2 separate regions of the Mus musculus genome follow, and region 2 is linked to region 1. Evidence: chromatin contacts called from public Micro-C data. All regions are on one chromosome and are shown on one strand. Each heading gives the region's core, a stretch centred on a gene start, on an enhancer-like site or on the middle of the called end of the contact. The rest is flanking DNA. Distances are from core to core; before and after follow the strand shown. Region 1 holds the start of Rnf32 (ring finger protein 32). Region 2 overlaps Lmbr1 (limb region 1).

Region 1 (6,001 bases), core at 1,679-4,178:
ATCTGAATGCTTATGGCAATACTCATGTCTGTGAACATCTGATCATAATCAATTGTGGTATAAGTGTATAGCAGCATTGTCAAGCTATGATATCAAAGGACCTGAAAAATGCCACATAAAAGAAGCCAAACACTTATGTATTGTATAGGTACATCTAAGTCTATGGACACAGAATATAAATTGGTGGCTGCTAGGGGCTAGGGTAGAGCAGACTGTAACATTGGTGTAGGGTTTATCTCCACTGTGCCCTACAGAAATGTCTTAAAACTTGAGGACACCACGACAGCACTGTGGACATATCAAATGCCACCGAGCTAGTCACTCTATGATGATCAGTGTTGTTCTACATGGATGTTACCTCAAAGAATTTCATTTAAAAATTGATGGAAAAGATTGGGCATGATGGTGCACACGTGAATTCCTTGTAATCAGGAAGGATACAGGAAGACTGATTTATCCTAGGACAGACTAGGCTATATAACAAGTTACAGACCACCCGGGGATACCAAAAAAACAAAACATTTTTTTAAACAAATGAAAAGCTCGGGAAGCTGCCACCAGAAGACCTGAACTTTTAAGAAATGTTCAGAGGAGTCATGCAGAGAAAAAGAAAATAATTTAGGGCAGAAACTCAGAACTAGTCTGTTTTTCCACTTTCCAGACTGACCCATTTGTTCAATGGAAAGGAGTGATTACTGGGTTACAAAAGTTAGGATAAAAAGAATGAGTGACAACATGTTATAACTCACATATTTTAAGAGATGGGTAAAAGGACCAGCAATCCTTTACCAGTACCTGCACTGGCCAGGATATAGGACTATGTTACTGGACTCAAAAGAAAATTTTAAAAAATATTTTGAAAATCAAACCACTAGTCTTCAAAATCGGAGGATGCAGCATATCTCCTGGCCAACCTATTTTAGATAGCAAAACATCATGAGTTAAATACTTGGATAAGGTGGGGAATTTTTAAATGGGATTTTTATTTTTTATAACTTTATAAAGTTGGAGAGAAATACCTCAAGACAGAATTAGTAGGCATTGTCCAAAGCAATTCACATACAGTATCATGTTTTAACTTCATCACAACCCTAAGTTGTGGTAACAGAATCCCTATTTTCATTGAATTTCTTTTTGCTCAAAGTAACAGAAAACTAGACCCACAATAGATGAAAAGACCAAGAGCTGGGCTAGCTCCAGGGCTCAAACTACATCACCCATCTTGGACTGTGTCCAAATCCCAGTTCTGCCATTTCCTGTATAATCTTCTAAGGTTCACCTGGTAGCTCCACACCTTCAGGCTCTTACCCTATGATGCTAATGGAGCAGATGCAGCTGCAGTTTCGTGTCTTTTCTTGTTCCCACATTCAGTAGGAAGAATTAAAGGAATTTTCCAGTGCTCCCCCCAATAAAAACTCACTTGAGTTCCTGTGACTAGCCCAGCTAGGCCAGCCCCCCAGCCCCCATCGTATAATATCATGATGGTTCATCATAGTATCAGAGTTTCCAACTAGTTTAGATTGGCCACATATTCAGTCACAGAATAATGACCAGGACTACTGTTGGGGTAATTAATAGATGTCCAATGACAGGATGCAACAAGGCCCCTTTGAAAATAAGAAGCCCATAACTCAGGACAATAAAGCAACTTGTTAAAATTCAGACATCCAAAGAGTTAAATGTAGGTTTAAACTCAGGTCTAGCTAATGGCATCCAAAAGCTTTACCCTCTTAGGCTTCAATAAAAACCAGTCTTAGGAGAGCACAAAGGTGGGCCTACTGCTCTCCTAAAAGCATCACTCACTGAAACAAAAGCTAAGATTATACTACTTCTTGAAAGCACCTGAACTAGCATGTGAAAATTCATAACTAACTCATTGTGAATTTGACTTTTAAAACAGTTGGCCTGCTATTAATCTGCTTCTACAAGCTTCAAGTAGTAAGAGCCAATCCAGAAAGTTCATTGCCAAGAAAAAAATCTGTAACTTTTAAGTGGAGTTTAAAATTATATTGTTCCAGAGACTTATCATGTGTACCAGATTTATAATGACTTTTGGGACTTCTTAGTGACAGAATACCAATCTTCCAGCTCGGTAACTTCTGTAGACTTTACTTTATGGAGGATCTCGCCTTCTTGTGTTTTCTTTGCACTTCCAGGTGAATTATGTACAATTAAAGTACAAAAAGGCATTCCAGGCAGGAGAAAAATCAATACAATATTTCTGCTTGGCACCAAGAAGTGAAAGACTTTTAAAGGACCCCAGGGAATCAAGCCTGGTTCAAAGGACAGCGCGGGGATGCAGACTTAAGAGGGGTAGGAGGCAATGTCTCAGAGTGCAGAAGGCCAGGAGCCGCAAGGACACCTCTCTCCACCCTCACCTTCAGAGAAGCCTTGAGACCCTAGATCTTGGAAGGAGCCACTAGAAGGGGCGAACGTGAAAAGGCCTGCATCCCGCAACACACAACAGGCCACACGATACCGGGAGCCAAGACACAATCGTGACAACAGTAGGAGGGCGGATGGCGACGCCACACAGCTCGCAAAACAGTCGAGGGGCCGTTATCAAGTCTTTCGACTGAGGGGACAGCAGAAAGCGCACTCCAAAGAGCCGCACGGGTCAGCGCATCCTCGGGACGCATCACGCAGCCTGGCTGGAGGGCAGCGGAAAGGACGCCATTCAAAAACCACACGTCCGAGGAAGAGACGGGAGAGCCCGTGCACGCCACTCCACGCGCCTAGGACGCGCGCCTCACGACGACGTAACCGCACCAGCGCCGGACGCTGACGATACGCGAGGGGCGGAGCCATGATGTAAGCGCGGGCGGAGCCAGCCGCTCGCAGCAGGTGAGATGAAGGGGGTTGGGGGATGTCTGGCCAGACTGCGGGGGGGGGGGGGGGGGGAGGAGGGGGGACCTGCGAGCATGCGCACTGAGAGCCAGGCGGAGCCGGCCGGCGGGCGTGCGCACCTAGAAGCGCAGAGGCCGCTGGTTGCCGTGGCAACGAGGAGCCGTTCAGAAAAGGTGCAGCTGAGGGACAGGAAAGGCCGTTGTGAGTTTGTCCCGCAGCGCTGTCTGAAGTATAAAGCTCTGGTGCAGAGAAGGGAGCGAGAGCCGAACGCGGGGTAGTGTTGGGGCGGGAGGTCCGGGTCGCTGTGGTCGGTCCGCGGATCCTGCCTGCGCTGCACAAGGCTGTGATATAACGAGGGACCTCACGGACCAGATTTCCAACGACTTCTCTTGTCTCTGGGGGCGTATTTTAAATTTATATGCCATCTCTCCAGTGCATTTCTATTGACGCGTTTATTAATTGCCTTCTGATCACTGAAAACAATTGGTGATTAAATGTCTTGTCGCCTAGTCCTGTGTTTTCCTACCTAGCACAGCCTCCTAACCGTGCGCAAGCTAATTACAAACAGGCAGTTTGCTGTTGTGGCTGTCAGTGCCAGGCAGAGGTTGTGTATTTCTCACCTGTTGCTAAACTAACGGGTCACCTCTTCTCTATGTTTTCTCATACAGTTGGACTACATCTGACACGTTTCGTTATCCTTTCAATTGTCAGTTTGCTAATACTATGGGACTATGGTAAGGCAATTTTTAACGCTCTTACCTTGATGTTAGTTACAACGGTACAATAAAAACCTGGTGAAATTGTAGACTAAGTAGCTACCTATGGTTACTGATGGTATGAATCTTGTTGAAAAAGTGAACTTTTTTATGATGCATATTTGGCGTTGCCAAATTACAGGCATTTTGAATTTGGAAAATAATAACAGTGACCCTTTAGTATTTTACATGCCTTCCTCCAGCCAAGGCCACGGTAAGGAATACTGCATACAAACTTCTCTCATAGATCTCCATGCCAGCACTGAGAAGTAAGGGGAACGTGAGCACATTGAAAACTGCCCTAGGCTTCTGAAGGGTCTGAACAGCTGCTGGTTCTTTGTCTTAAATCAGGTGTCTCACACATTAGTTCCTATGGGACTTACTTTCCTGTAATCTTTTCAAGTGTGTGTTGCAGTGCTGGGGTTAGAACCCAGGGCCCCATGTATGCATGAATGCCTAAGCTGCTCTGTGAGCACCTTTCTGAAAGTTAGCTCCTTGATACTATTCCCTTAGGTTGCTTTTTAAAAGGTGCTTTTTCTCTCCACTGTAGAATATTATGGACAGCCTGGTCCCAAAACTAGAAGGGTTAATACCCAGTCTGTCCCCTCATTTTTAAGGGAATTGGAGCAACAGTCACCATTTATGAGTATCTTATGCAGAACAGTCCCTTGGAAGCCCTTAAGGAGGTTTTCTCTTAATATAATAATCCTGCAATGTCAGCATTTTTGTGGTTTTTTTTTTTTTATAAATGCAAAACTAAGCCAGAGATGCTTAAGTCGCTTGCCCAAAAAAAGTAGAAAGCAGATTGGGACTCGGTATCTGTCCCCCATATTCTGTCCGCCTGTGTGTTGGCCAGGTTGAAGGCAGTCGGCATGTGCCATACACCCATCTTCTTCATTGTTTCCCTTCTTGCCAAAACACAAACAGCATGCTGCTTTCCTGGGCATCTCTGCTCTTGCTCCTGCCATCTAGCACACACATTTCTCTCTTTAAGACTTGGGCTAAATGTTGTCTTCAAGGGTTGTTTATTTACTTAGTGTCTCACTTTGGTCTAAGACTTTGCTCTAAGACTCTGGTTTTGCTTCTAGATTGTTCTTTCTAGTACCATGGTAAGCTCTTTGAGGACAGGGCTGGATTGGGTTAGGACTATGTAAATTAGACAGGGCAGCTCACGCTGCTCTGTGGCTGGCATTCCTTTTACCATCCCCAGAGCCCTCGTAGACTTGGATGTTTACATGCACTCTTACTTTCTGTTACAGCAGAAGAATGGAAGTTATCGTAACGTGATGTTAGAGATCGTTAAAGCCACACCACAGTGTTTCCTGATTCCTGATACAGCATGCTAAGAAATAAGGTACTCCATCCTCCTGAGAACAGACCCATGCTTTTATTTACAGGGGGTAGCCTAGCTGGACTTTCTGCAGGTATAAAAATAGTTTACAAACCTTGTGATCTTGGGGAAACTGTGAGCAGAAGTGGGAGGTGCATGTGATATGGGTAACAGACAGTCTCAGGGTGCTGCTTGCACACATCTCCTGGCTCAGGGACCTGGTCCTGCAAGAAATGTTTAAGTTTTCACCAGAGAGCTTATACTTAAGAGCAAGATTCCTTTTAAGGTTTGCCTGGAGTCTAATTTAGTTACAGCAAAACAGCAGGGTCTTAGTTAAGCACCCACAGGTTTGAACTTATTGGTTTATAATTAAGGCTCCAGTAACTAATTGGAAAGATTGCCCTTTATTTCTACCATAGATGTTGGGCCTGGGATTTGCTCTGCTTAGGTACTGCTCTGACATTCCTTCCCACTGACTTGGTGATCTGCCACCAGGGAACAACAAGGCCTCCGTTTTCTTCTAAATGGTGTTACATGCTGGTCCACTAAATAAGACCTCCTACTCCCATGTTTTTAGGATCGTTCATCTAACAAAGGTAACTTAGCAGTCACTGCAGTTGCCTTACAGGACCACCTATTACATGATCTTCAACTTGGACATCTCTCGGTAGCAGATCCTTGTAAGATAAAAGCACGAAAGAAAGAGAAGAAGTCAAAATCTCTCAAAAGAGATGCAACAGCCATCATAGATACTGGGCTTAGAAAATCTACAGAGGGTCCTAACATGGAAGATCCAGAGAAGGAATATGTTCTAGACCCCACACCACCACCATTAACTTTAGGTAAGCTAACCTGATCTTTTTTCCTTTGGCTTAATGCTAATTAACCCAGTGTAGCCTTGTCAGGCTGAAGCAATGCTATATTTGGGGTAAAGAGACAACCATGACATTTTCATTTTATTAGCAGCCAAGAGTGTTGTTAATAAGGCTTTAATGCCAACTCTTCATCTGCCAAGGTTTTTTTTCACTTTGGAGAACTGTCCATAAACAAGATGGCTGTTGGCAATACT
Region 2 (6,001 bases), core at 2,360-4,859, 55 kb after region 1:
GTACATGCACTCACCTCCAGGAAAATAAAAATCTGAAAAACTGAACAAAGTGGCTTCTGGAAACAGAAGAAAGAACTAGGACTGAAAGCATGGCCAGACCACAAACTCTGGCCACAGCACATAGAGAAATCCAGCTGGTACTCAACCGAAAATGTCCTTCCTTCTGGCTCTCACAATACTAGAAGGTGCTACAGGGTGCTGGGGGAGAGAGGGTCATGAACAGTCTGACTCAGCTGTGAGCCTTGTGAACAACATAACAACCATGAGGCAAGCATATGGGGGCAAACTGGCATGAGTGTTATGGGAGCAACCAATTACTTTCTGATTAGATTTGAGACCTGCTCCACCAAAGGAAATATATGCCTCATACTACAAATCTGACCAGGAATCCATGGTTGGAGAGCTGGATATATCAATCTGTCCCCTAAATTCACTATCTCTAATACTTGTAGATTAGTGCAGCTATCGGGCCTCATCAAGGAATTTTCTTTGCGAAGTAGACAGTAGTTAACATAGAAACTCACAATTGATCAAAATGCAAAAACTAAATATATCAGTGCTCAGCCACAATGAAAACATCTGTATCACAGCTCCCAACCAAGGCTCGGATCTCATCAACAAAGAGGGGGCAGAAAGATTACAAGAGCCAGAGGTTGGGGAGCACTTGAATCAAACCATGTTTTCTGAACACATGACCTCACAGCAGCTGTGGTTGCCTGCACAAGACCTGCACCGTACAGAGTCAGGCAGCATTCCAGTATGGAAGGGCTCATGAGCCCCACCCACCTTGGTTGGGAAGCTTTTGAAGCTGATGACTTCTGGGGAGGGAGAACAGTTTTCTTTAATAATATGACCCTAGGTACGTAGACCATGCTCCACTAGAGGGCCCAAGACTATGGGCAACACGAATAAGCATCAGTGGACTTTTAAAATGACACAAAGTTGAGAGGAGACTGGGAGGTGTTAAAGGGAGTAGGGTGAATATTATTAAAGCACATTGTATGTAAACATGATAGTCTCAAAAATTAATGAAAATGGTATCTTGAATTTTTTTTATTACATATTTTCCTCAATTACATTTTCAATGCTATCCCAAAAGTTCCCCCACACCCTCCCCCCCAACTCCCCTACCCAACCATTCCCAATTTTTGGCCCTGGCGTTCCCCTGTACTGGGGCATATAAAGTTTGCAAGTCCAATGGGCCTCTCTTTCCAGTGATGGCCGACTAGGCCACCTTTTGATACATATGCAGCTAAAGACAAGAGCTCCGGGGTACTGGTTAGTTCATAGTGTTGTTCCACCTATAGGGTTGCAGATCTCTTTAGCAACTTGGATACTTTCTCTAGCTCCTCCATTGGGGGCCCTGTGATCCATCCAATAGTTGACTGTGAGCATCCACTTCCGTGTTTGCTAGGCCCCGACCTAGTTTCACAAGAGACGGCTATATCGCAGTCCCTGCAACAAACGCTTGCTAGTGTATGCAATGGTGTCATCATTTGGAGGCTAATTATGGGATGGATCCCTGGATATGGCAGTCTCTAGATGGTTCATCCTTTTGTCTCAGCTCCAAACTTTGTCTCTGTAACTCCTTCCATGGGTGATTGTTTCCAATTCTAAGAAGGGGCAAAGTGTTCACACTTTGGCCTTCGTTCTTCTTCAGTTTCATGTGTTTTGCAAATTGTACCTTATATCTCGCTATACTAAGTTTCTGGGCTAATATCCACTTATCAGTGAGTACATATCATTTGAGTTCTTTTGTGATTGTGCTACCTCACTCAGGATGATGCCCTCCAGGTCCAGAAGCCACTTCAGCCCAATCTAACTCTTATAAATACAGTCTATTTATGTATTTATGTATATAATTCATTTTAAAAATATCCTACAACTGAGATGGCCTGTCCCTTGTCTCAAAGCATGCATTCCACTGGAGATACTCACTTGGGTAGGTAAAGGCTCTCTAGTATAGAGCTCGGACAACAGCACCTTCACTTCACATGTTAAAGTAGACTCTGAAGGCGTCTTCTCACCAGATAATCCCAAATGGAATTACTTTCATACAGACTACAGCTTAGGAACTACATCAGCAGGCTACATTTTGACTGCCATGCCCGCATAGCACTGAAGAGCATGGCCAGGGAGGCCTGAGCTAAGGACTATCACCAGCGGCTCTTCTGACTCTCACATGGAATGCAGGAGAGTTGCAGCAATTCCTTATTCTTAGAAATCCTAACCAGATATACAGATTTAGTGTTCAAACATAAGTTAATTAAAACATCTTATTTGTTGTCTTTAATAAAACTGAGCCTGGCAGTGGTGGCACACGCCTTTAATCCCAGCACTCGGGAGGCAGAGGCAGGCAGATTTCTGAGTTCGAGGCCGGCCTGGTCTACAGAGTGAGTTCCAGGACAGCCAGGGCTACACAGAGAAATCCTGTCTCGAAAAACAAACAAAAAAACCAAACAAATGGAGATACCTAAACTATATACAAGCTGATCTGAAAGACTACTTTTGTTTTAGTATCATACTTTTGTAAGTCAGCATTTTGGCCTTGCATAACTAGTTAGTTATAAAGTGCAGAAATGGTTTCTAAGATAAAAATAGTTTTAAAACATAACTAGCAAACATATTTCAAAAACTGTTGCCTGAACTTGAAGGAAAACCTCTCTGGGGCTTCAGATGAAGAGTGATGAAAAAAACCTCACTTGTCTTCCCAGCCAAGAAGTGAACAGCACACTGTCAGTATCTGAGATGTTCTTCAAAACACATGGCTGAGCATCTGCAGGGAACTGATTAACTGCTCTGATTCCAACCTGTCGCAACCATCTCCTCTCATTATACTTGGCATGTATTAAATTAAACAGTGATCTATTACTTAAAAGAAGAGCATCCACTATGCCAAAATAGGGATTCTTTATAACCAAAGTCTGACCACACACCAGAACAATGTGTCAGCTCTCGGGAGGCACAGCAATGCTCTTACAGGTTTTAAAGGGTTGAATGCAAAAAAATCTTACATTTACTACATACAATAAACTACATTCATTTCATTGACTTAAAATGCCTGTTCAAAATAACCCTCACAACTTCTTTGTAGCAAGTGATAAGCTTATTAAGTTATTTAGCGCACATTTTTCAATGAATCCACTTCCCCCATTCAAATGTAGTAAGCTATCTGAGAGTAATGCTTCAATGGCCATGTTAGTCACATCATGCACTTAAACCTCGAGCTATAGACTTCATCAACAATAGCAGCTGATGATTTTTAAAAGAAAACAGCTATTGGACATTTTCATTTCCTTAAACAACTGTATCATCAAATTCACTATGGTATTCTGGAATCAGTGTACTTTAAATTCATAATTAAAATTCTCCTCTTCAGCAAACATCACTCAGATGTCAGGTCCTATATTCTGTTCTGCTGTGTGCCCATTTCTCCTAATGACAGATGCTGTGGACTGATCTCACAGGAGCAAAGGAGATCAAGTTGAGGTCAGATCTCCTTGTGAGAGCTGAGGAGAGAGAGAAATTTTCACAGCTAGGGATGTGGTAAATGCGTCCTTTATTCTGTTCGCAAGCTTTTCAGCTGGTGCATCACAATCCTGCTCTTCAGCAGGGGCACACTCATCAGTATCTCACCTTCTTAAAATCAAAGACTCAATCCTAAAGCATTAGCAGATTACACAGTAACTCTCTAGTTTGCATTTCCCATAATACTAAAATAAGGCTTTATCTCTAGTCTAGAACTTTGCTGTTTTAATACTGCAGAAAGCCTCCATGAATCTGTTTAACGTATTTACTCTTTTCATCTATTCAGTGCCACTGGGCATAACACGTACTGCAGTGCATACCGCTGTCTTCCACAGCGCCACATGACTCACTGTACCGCAGCACACTCCACTAATCCTGTTTGGACAGCTGGGTCCAAGAGCTTCTCAGCTGCATTTTAATTGTTCCATCGTTGTTTTTTTTTTTTTTCTTTTTATTTATCTCTATGGCAAACTACTCAGGAATTTAATTTGTCAGGCTTCAAAAAGTAAATTTTGCCATTAATTTGTTTTGTTTGTAGTAAGCCTATACTCAGCAGGTGATTTTCTCCCTCAAAATCGAAATACATTCATGATTATCAATTACTTTTAAATAACAAAGCACAATAAATAAGATTTTCAAAGGTTCAAAATGGAAAGGTGGCTGGTCACTCCCAGTATCTGCTGGACTGTCCTAACAGATGTAGCATTTAGCTTCAAATGGTGGCACTAATGTGCATGTTTCATGTTTCAGTATTAGCTCACCATAAGCAGATGTGTCCTACCAATCAAACATGAAAGAGACACACTCACTAAATAAATAGCCTGTGGAAGAGAAGTTCTTTTACACTTATACTTTAATTCTACTGGTTATCAAAGCACACAAGACTACTACAAAGCTCCCGCTTTCTGACACAGCTGCAACACTGATGGCATGAACCCTCAGGAGGCAGTTTTGGAGCAGAGCAAGCCCCTGGCCTACACTGCCAATGAAGCCAGGGACAGAGTTCACAGATATACTCTGTCTGGTCTTTTTCTAACATTAATTTACAAAGTTAAAACATAAGTCTAGAGAATTATATGGAACTGCCTAAAAGAAACATCTGTCTGAAATAATATTTAGCCAAGAACACAGTCTAGAATAGTGCATTATAAAGGACAAATGACTGACTTATGAGTCAACTATGTCACCGATAAAATAGAATTCTCTTTTACTTTTAAAAGACAGTAAACCCTGCCTGTACATTGATAATTTAAGGAAATATTATGATTGGCAGGCAAACAGAGATGACAGGACTAAAAACTGTCCTGTGGTGTATGCTCCCAGGGACTGCACAACACCATGCTCAGCTCTATTTTCATGAGCTCAAAACAGCTTAAAACAAGTTTACAAGTTTCTATTTTTTAAAAGCACACATTACACTATACATTTGGAAATATATTCATACATGGATCTTTTTTTAATATTTTCTAGGCACTGAAGTGTTTTTTTAAAGTCACAGTTTCCTCACTAGAAGATTCAAAAGCCCAACTTATGAATGAAGTAAGAAAAAAAAAGTCTATTGTTTGGGAAAGGAATGTTTAAGTGCTTAAAAAAAAGGTCTTTGTTTGCTTTGGTATGCCCCTATACACAATTGAACTATAGAATAATATAATATTATATTTTAAAGGTAATTAAAAAAAAGAATTTACAAAGCAAAAAAGTTAAAGAGATTTTAAAAAGTTATCTATAAAACCATGGACTTTACTGAGCATTTCTTAGTCAAACTTACCCAGTGTTCTGGACATCACAGGCAAAGCAGAGCTCAAGACTAAGATTGACACACAATTCCCAATGATCTGTGGAAAGAAAGGATGGCTTGCAAGGAGACAGCAGGAGGCAAAGAACCCCTCAAGCACTCTTGGGAGGGCAGTGCAGAGCAGATACCCGGAGCACCCGGCAACTTCTTAACAACACTATCAGAGTAGAATTTAAACATAATAAGCCTTTCCCTTTAAAATTATATTTATGAATTCCACAAAACACAGAGTATAGGTGCAAGCATATAGTCATAGACTATATAAATCATATACATTTTATATTATTTTAATGTAGTTAGTAATTTGAAAGCTTTGCCTATGAAATTAACAAGAGAATACCTTTGGACTTCTGACTAAATCTTAAAGGCTAATTGCTGTCAAGTTCTTATATAACATCTACTCTGGCCTATATAACCATTATAAGCATCAATTCTGGGATTTGAAAACACTAGAAACAAAAACATCTAAATCTAGTAATTCATTTGCAATGTATCTTCTAGTTACTGATTCTCCTCCAATAAGAGGCACTGAAAACATCGATTAGTATTTATAACCACCTCAACTGGACACTGGCTACTTAGCTGACTTTAAGAAACCTTTAGTATGCCAGGCGGTGGTGGCGCACGCCTTTAATCCCAGCACTTGGGAGGCAGAGGCAGGTGGATCTCTGAGTTCGA

What was found. Hi-C and Micro-C count contacts between places; a contact is called where the count stands out from the background.
Region 2: a contact with region 1 is called in a Micro-C map of stem cell-derived neural progenitor cells, with 2.9 times the contacts expected there. The contact joins the enhancer-like site here to the promoter of Rnf32 in region 1. A contact is called at or near these places in 6 of 39 promoter capture datasets (embryonic stem cells, epiblast stem cells, hippocampal neurons and 2 more), 2 of 484 Hi-C or Micro-C datasets (liver and stem cell-derived neural progenitor cells), 2 of 115 datasets of contacts at active chromatin or transcription factors (embryonic fibroblasts and neural progenitor cells) and 2 of 9 other capture datasets (liver and pancreatic islet).

What each region holds. Positions count from the first base shown.
Region 1 is chr5:29,193,065-29,199,065 of GRCm38.p6, forward strand. It overlaps Rnf32 (ring finger protein 32), which reads left to right and starts at 2,929. Exons shown (of 10, transcript NM_001289757.1): 1 at 2,929-3,048; 2 at 3,516-3,581; 3 at 4,862-4,956; 4 at 5,510-5,774. The coding sequence starts at 4,942.
Region 2 is chr5:29,247,447-29,253,447 of GRCm38.p6, forward strand. Lmbr1 (limb region 1) reads right to left here. Exons shown (of 17, transcript NM_020295.3): 15 at 5,297-5,363. Among named protein-coding and RNA genes, the nearest start is that of Gm42244, 24 kb to the right of the region's middle. Within about 2 kb of position 3,610, at least 28 of the 459 cell types and tissues checked have an H3K27ac peak or open chromatin away from gene starts, as enhancers often do. A contact at or near this core is called in neural progenitor cells and stem cell-derived neural progenitor cells, where this site is marked.